2 separate regions of the Mus musculus genome follow, and region 1 is linked to region 2. Evidence: chromatin contacts called from public HiChIP or PLAC-seq data. All regions are on one chromosome and are shown on one strand. The core of a region is the stretch at or near the end of the contact, and the rest is flanking DNA. Distances in the headings are between cores, read along the strand shown.

Region 1 (3,359 bases), core at 653-3,152, 92 kb after region 2:
CCCAGTCCGGATCTAGGCTGCTCCATGATAAGAGAAGAGGCTAGGCTAGAGGTACTGGTATGGATCTCAGGTGCTTAGGCCCTCCCTAAGCAAACAGAGAAACATCTCAGAATCTTGTCCTTCACCATCCCCCAGGGTTCCCATGCGTTCTAGGCTCTCCAAGGTCAGCGAATCAGTCATGATCATGGGGCATGAACAGCTCGGCAGCCTGGAGCTACAGCCCCTGCCCAGCTTCCTTCTCTCATACTCTTTACACAAGGTCTCAGGAAAGAAAACGGGTCTCAAGAATGTCAGCCAGGAGCCAGGCGTGTGCCTTTAATCCCAGCACTTGGGAGGCAGAGGCAGACAGATTTCTGAGTTTGAGGCCAGCCTGGTCTACAAAATGAGTTCCAGGACAGCCAGGGCTATACAGAGAAACCCTGTCTCGAAAAACCAAAACAAAAAACAAAAAACGGTCAGCCAGGGGCTGGTGGCTCAGCGGTTAAGAGCACTGACTGCTCTTCCAAAGGTCCTGAGTTCAAATCCCAGCAACCACATGATGGCTCACAACCATCTGTAACGAGATCTGACGCCCTCTTCAGGTGTGTCTGAAGACAGCTACAGTGTACTTACATATAACAATAAGTAAATCAAAAAAAAAAAAAAGAAGAAGAAGAAAAGAAAAGAAAAGAAAAGAAAAGAAAAGAAAAGAAAAAAGAATGTCAGCCAGCTAGAGCCAGCATGTGTGGTGGCACATGCCTGAAATCCCTGCACTTGGGAGGCTGAGGCAGGAAGACTGGAGTTCAAGGCCAGCCTGAGCTACAGAATGATACCCTGTCTTGATTTTAAAAACAAAACAACAACAACATCCAGTTCACTTCTTCACAAGGCTGTTCCTCTGCCTTGGAAGTAGGTCTGCGTAGATTATGCATGTGTGTGTAGGTTATATACACATACTCACGAATGTGTATGTATCCATGTATGTGCATGCATCCCAGAGGATCTAGCAAAGAGGAAAGATGAGGTAATACAGGCCATAAGCCCACAGGACGCAGATGAACTGGGATCTGTGGGGGCCTTTCCAGCAGTCTCTGATGGCATGAAGCATCTGCTCCATAGTCTAATCAGCCGGTCAGTCTCTCCAAAGTCCCTCTTATTTGTCATAAGACATGACTCCTCCTGCCATGCCCTGCCCGCTGGGAGCTGATACCCAGCAGGAGCTCAGAAACCAGGTGTGGGGAGCCTGCTCCAATGTGTTGGGGTGGAGACCCCAGAAATGAGCTTGAAAGCTGCAAGGAGAACAGAACAGATGGGGAAGGAAGAGAGGAGCAAGAGCAAGGGGTGGGAAGCTCTGTGCCACGGTGGGCACTGCTGCTCCGTCCTCAGACTCCCGCTTCAGCACAGCCCTGGGAGGAGGGTATAGGCACACACACAGACACACATAGACATCCACACACAGACACACACACATAGACAGACACACACATACAGACACACACACACACACACACACAGACGCATACAGAGGCAGACAGACAGATACATGCACACACACATAGACACAGACATGCACACACAGAACATGCACACACAGACACACACACATGCATATACGCAGACACACACACACATTTGCACATAAGGCTACAGAAGCAGGAGTCTGGGAAAGCTCCTTGTCAGGTTCACCCTCAACCCAGAGAACTCTGGGAGGCCAAGGGGCACTGAAACCCCACAACTCTGAATCCTTCCCCACTGCCCAGCATGGCTAGCCCTTGGCAGGACTGGGTGGTAGAACACGCCTCCTTTGTCCCTTTGTGTTGGGCAGGCAGAAAGGACAAAAGCTCACTCCCGGCTGGCTAGCTGCTGCCACTGGAGACGTCTCCAGGAGCCCTTCCTCCGTCTGCCTGCGATGCTGCCTGTTATACAACAGACCTAAGAATAATCTAAAGGGCGGTCGCAGATGAGCGCCTCGCCCTGGGACCCCTCCAGCTGGGGAGGTGGGAGGAACCACTGGAAAAGGGCTGTGCTCCTTATTCAAGACTCAGTCTGTGTGGAGGCCATGTGCCCTCTGCCCTGTGGCTCCCCCATCTCTAGCACCTGGGAGACCTACTGCATGCAATCCTGGTTCCCTTCCCCATCCACAGCTCAGGGTGACCAGGGAGTCCAGAGGCTCCACGGCCACCTGTGCCTACAGATCTTGGGGTCAAGAGTCCTGGCCAAGAGATGGCAGCTGCAGTTTTGGCTGGACATATTGATGCCTGGGCCCTAGAGGACAACCCGGCAGCCAAGGGCAGACAGAGCCCAGAAAGCTACACTGGGAGCTGCAGTGGTACAGGAAGAGGGGTAGGCAGCACTGGTCTCCAGCCCACTCTGAGGTACGGGAGGTGGCCCGTTCCCTCTGCAGCTCCTCCACTGCAGCAGGTGGCAGGCAGCCTTCAGGTTACTGGCACAAACTCTGGACCAGGCTCACTACCCCTCCCTCCCGGGAGCAGGAGGCAGGGCGGGTGCAATGCTTGGCAGATAATGAAGTAGTCCTGTTAGGTGCAGAGTAACTGAGTCTATACAAATTGGCCCGTAGCTCTTCATCTATTGCAGGCATTAAAAATTAAAATCCAATTACAACTCATATTGTCGAACCTGGCTGCTGCCGATTACAGCAAGCCGAGTGTGGGGTGGGGGATTATTGTAACCTGAACTACTGGTGGTGGTGCTGAGAACCCCAGGCACCAGGGCTTCCTATCCCTGGGAGGGCCTGCAGGAGGCCTCTCTCACTTGTAAGGAGCAAGACCTGCAGGAGTCCCAGGACCCAGAGGCCTAGCCTAAGCAGCAAGGAGGAGAATTCCTACCTAGTTCCCCAGTGGAGAACCCACCCTTACTAAACACTCTCTGGACCCACACCCGGCTGTTACCTAATGGCAATGTACCAGTCCTACAGAGGGTGACACAGAGCAGGCCTGCCTCCGTCTCAGGCTTACTCGGCCTCCTGGATGGGCAAAATTGCAGGGCGTCAAAGCTACCAAACCAACCCCTGGAGCTCCAAATGGCGGGCGCACACTGTCCAGCCACTATTGGCCAACTCCAACCTCTCCTGTCCCAAGAGTGTGAGGGGTCAGCTGTCTTACACTGGACAAGGACACTAAAAGGCTGGGCCTTAGGGAGTCCTCAGGTAAGTTGATGGCACACACTAGCTGCCGCGTGAGTCTCTCTCAGTCTCTCTCGTTCTAGCTAAAATCCAGTCCTTCCTTCCCATGGGGACTTGTGGAGAGTGTGGCTGTGGAATGGGTGCAGAGGTAATGTGTTGGGGTAACCGGGGCCTGGGGAAGGGAAGGATATACAGGTCAGCTTCTGAGCCACTAACAGCTCAGAAAGCAGGCTTGACC
Region 2 (3,757 bases), core at 346-2,845:
GTCTGAGAGCACGTGCGCGTGCACACACAGACCCGCGCGCGTGCACACACAAACAGACGCGCGCGCGCGCACACACACACACACACACACACACACACACACACACACACACACACACACACACACACACACACACACACACACACACACACACACACACACACACACACACACACACACACACACACACACACACACACACACACACACACACACACACACACACACACACACACACACACACACACACACACACACACACACACACACACACACACACACACACACACACACACACACACACACACACACACACACACACACACACACACACACACACACACACACACACACCTGGCTGATCTCTACCTTCCACCTGCAGGACTGCAGCCCAGTCCCAGGACACACTGGGCTTGGTAGTTTTAGGGAGTGACTGAAGTTTGGTCAGGGTGCTGCATAAAGATGCTTGCTGCCAAACCTGATGATGACCAAAGTTCAGTCCCAGAAATCTGCATTATAGAAAGAGAGCCTGATCCTACAGGCTGTCCTCTGCCCCCCCCCCCCGCGTTTGTGTGTGTGTGTGTGTGTGTGTGTGTGTGTGCACGCGCGCGTGAGATTGATCAGGGTTTTTAAAAATAACTTCAGGAGCAGCCCTAAAAATGTTAAGACCATCATTCCCAGAGGTCCCCAGCTGCCTTCAACCCAATATGCAATGATCCAGTATTCACCTTCTCCAAGAAGCCCCACATACCTCTCTCTCAGGCTAGTCCTTACCTCAGTGCTGGTACAGGTATCTAACTTCCAGGGGAAGAGGACCCACGCCCCCCCCCCCATCCCCCCAGCAGCTCTAAGACTTGATAAATTCTTCCCTTTTCTTTCTTTCTTCTTTCTTTCTTTCTATTTTTCTTTCTTTCTTTCTTTCTTTTGGTTTTTTGTTTTTGGTTTGGTTTGGTTTTTGCTTTTGGTTTTGGCCACATAAGCTGAGCTAGCTTTGAACTCGCTGTGCTGCCAAGGCTAACTAACGGTAGACTCCTGATATCTCTGCCTCTGCCTGCCTCTCAGATGCTGGAATTACAGGTTCACCACTCTATCCAGACTGCTATTTCTTTTTTTTTTTTTTTTAAGATTTATTTATTGATTATATGTAAGTACACTGTAGCTGTCTTCAGACACTCCAGAAGAGGGAGTCAGATCTCGTTACGGATGGTTGTGAGCCACCATGTGGTTGCTGGGATTTGAACTCTGGACCTTCGGAAGAGCAGTCGGGTGCTCTTACCCACTGAGCCATCTCGCCAGCCCCAGACTGCTATTTCTAATCAGCTAAAATTGTTGCTCCTCACATCAGATAAGGTGACTGAGGTATGTGGAGAAGTCCTTGTCCTGATAAGGTGATCGCCACGCCCCTCTTTTCCCTCAGGTTGAGTGGCAGGCTGGGTTGCTGAGTGGGCAAGGTAGAAATGAATGCTGGGAGAGAGAACATCATGGGCAAGCCAGGGAGCAAGGAAGTGTGCCAGCCAGTGTGACTCTGGGCAGGACGTGTGGCAGGAGGAAAGGAGACAGGGCAGTCTAACGATGGCAGAGGCAGCAGCAGAGGCACTGTGCCAGGCATAATGGCAAGAGCGTGCAGGGACTTCCAGGGAGTCCTTTGCCCAGACCCTGGGACTGAGTGATGGAGCCCAGGAATGGTGCCAGCCTTAGGCAAAAGGGAGGGGTACCTACCCCAGGGAACTTTATAAAACTGCACCTTGGTCTCCAGTTCTGGGGACATCTTGGCCTCTCATTGGTCAACAGGGAGGAGGAACCTCCTTGTATTCTTGGTCTGGCTTGAGGGTGGCCAGGTAGGCTGTGGTAGCTGCTCTGCTGGCCCCGCCTGCCTGGGGGCCCTGAATGGCCTGGCGTCTTTTGTGGGAGAGCAGCTGGCGCCCAGCCCTTTATGTGGGGCTGTGGGAAAGTCCCCGGGCCAGCCTCTCACAGCCTCTCAAAAGCCGGGATTATCTCTCTGAGCCTGCAGGACACCCTCTCAAGGACCCCCTCCCCAGCAAAGTTGGGGGCAGGGACACCCCCGGAGAGGGTCTGTCCACCAGGCTCTGGCCCCAGGAGCCCTTTGGCCAGGAAATATTCTTAAGTGGAAAGACCTTTGAATACTCCAGCTCCCGCCTTACCAGCCCAGCTGCCCAGACTTAGAGATGCCCACTACACAAGCAGGGCTGCAGAAGGCTTTGCACCCACCTGAGTCTCTTTTCTCTCCACCCTATGTGCCCTAGGCAGGGCCACAGTCAGAGGCTTGGCAGGGAGACACACACTTATTTAACACCACAGCATAGAAGCTGAGTAGACATTCTCCTCCTAGCTCAGAGCTGGGGGCACGGGAGGGCTACACCTAGCTGCCGGTCCATCACTTTGGACTCCCATGCGAATGTTCCCACCAGAAAACCAGATGTAGAGTTTGAGAGTTCTTGGGGATTCAGGAATGGGGACATCCAGCAGCTTTGAGTCCAAGGCCACTCTGAAGTCTCCTCTCTGTTCATTGTGCTCCTCAGTGAACACCTGAGTGGGACCACCATCAGCCCCATTCTATAGATAGGAAAACTGAGACCCACATAGTCCAGCTTCTATATAGTGGATACTCACGGTTTTGAACCCTATGCTCACAACCCTTTTTGAGTCATGGCTAAAGCAGCAGGTGAATCTCTGGAGAGTGTCCTTCTCATACCTAGTGTAACATAAGAGGAGGCAACTCCAGGGGCGCTCTCCAGGGGTGCTCTCCAGGGGCGCTCTCCAGGGGTGCTCTCCAGGGGCGCTTGAGGCCAGATGTGCTGACCTCCAACGAGGTTACCAGGGAGCTGCTGCTGATGCTCAGGGCCTCAAAGGCTGCCTAGAGGGAAGCCCCCACCCTGCCCGCGCGGAGGACTGCTCCCCAGATGGCCTCTGGGGCCAGGAGCTTGGCTCACAAAGCACAGGCGGCCCCGTGGCGAATGAGTTTGTTGCCGCGCACGCGCCTTTTGTGGGGATGAATGTATAAGGCAGGGGTGGGGTGTGGGAACCCACCCGGAGCGGGCCTCCCGCCCAAATTATTTATTCAACCTCTCTCCTCCTCCTCCTCCTCCTCCTCCTCCTCTTTCTTCACTCTCTCTTCTCTCTCTCCTCTCTTCCTTCTTTCTTTCTCTCTCTCCTCCTCCTTCTCTCTCCTCCTCCTTCTCTCTCCCCTCCTCTTCCTTCTTCTCTTTCTCTCTCTTCCTTCTTCTTCTTCTTCTTCTTCTTCTTCTTCTTCTTCTTCTTCTTCTTCTTCTTCTTCTTCTTCTTCTTCTCTCTCTCCTCCTCTTCCTTCTTCTCTCTCCTCTTTCTTTTCTCTCCTCCTCCTCCTCTCTCTCCTCTCTTTCCCCTCCCTCTTTCTCCTTCTTCTCCTCCTTCTTTCTTTCTCTCTCTCCTCCCCTCTCCTTTCTTCCCTTTCTTTCTCTCTCTTCCTCCTCTCCCTTCTTCTCCTTCTCTCTCCTCCTCTTCCTTCTTCTCCCTCGTTCCCTCCTCCTCCTCCTCGTGCTCATCCTCCTCCTTCTCCTCCTCCTCCCCTCTCTCCTCTCTCCTCTCTGGCTGATACTGCCTGGAAAGAAGGCAGAACTGCCTTGCCACCCCTAGGCCCCACCAAGTGGCCTCAGGCAAACATGGGGCTCTGTGCAACCCAGAAATGTTTGGCTTCCTCCTTTCCATTTCATGAGGAGAAGCAGGAGGTGGAAATGGGGCTGGCAGGGGCTACTTGCTC

The links. HiChIP or PLAC-seq counts read pairs in DNA pulled down with a chosen protein or histone mark.
Region 1: a contact with region 2 is called in an H3K4me3 HiChIP or PLAC-seq map of embryonic forebrain, with 2.0 times the contacts expected there. The contact joins two enhancer-like sites. A contact is called at or near these places in 15 of 39 promoter capture datasets (the 3T3-L1 cell line, 3T3-L1-derived adipocytes, the C10 cell line and 8 more), 5 of 15 datasets of contacts at CTCF or cohesin (CD8 T cells, the G1E-ER4 cell line, embryonic stem cells and 2 more), 29 of 484 Hi-C or Micro-C datasets (B-cell progenitors, the C2C12 cell line, CD8 T cells and 16 more), 12 of 115 datasets of contacts at active chromatin or transcription factors (the HPC-7 cell line, craniofacial prominence, embryonic basal ganglia and 7 more) and 3 of 9 other capture datasets (adipose tissue, liver and pancreatic islet).

The regions. Positions count from the first base shown.
Region 1 is chr4:155,038,534-155,041,892 of GRCm38.p6, forward strand. It overlaps a transcript of Plch2 not described here. Among named protein-coding and RNA genes, the nearest start is that of Pex10, 27 kb to the right of the region's middle. Within about 2 kb of position 1,903, at least 28 of the 459 cell types and tissues checked have an H3K27ac peak or open chromatin away from gene starts, as enhancers often do. A contact at or near this core is called in embryonic forebrain, where this site is marked.
Region 2 is chr4:154,946,841-154,950,597 of GRCm38.p6, forward strand. No RefSeq gene overlaps it. Among named protein-coding and RNA genes, the nearest start is that of Hes5, 12 kb to the right of the region's middle. Within about 2 kb of position 1,596, at least 31 of the 459 cell types and tissues checked have an H3K27ac peak or open chromatin away from gene starts, as enhancers often do. A contact at or near this core is called in embryonic forebrain, where this site is marked.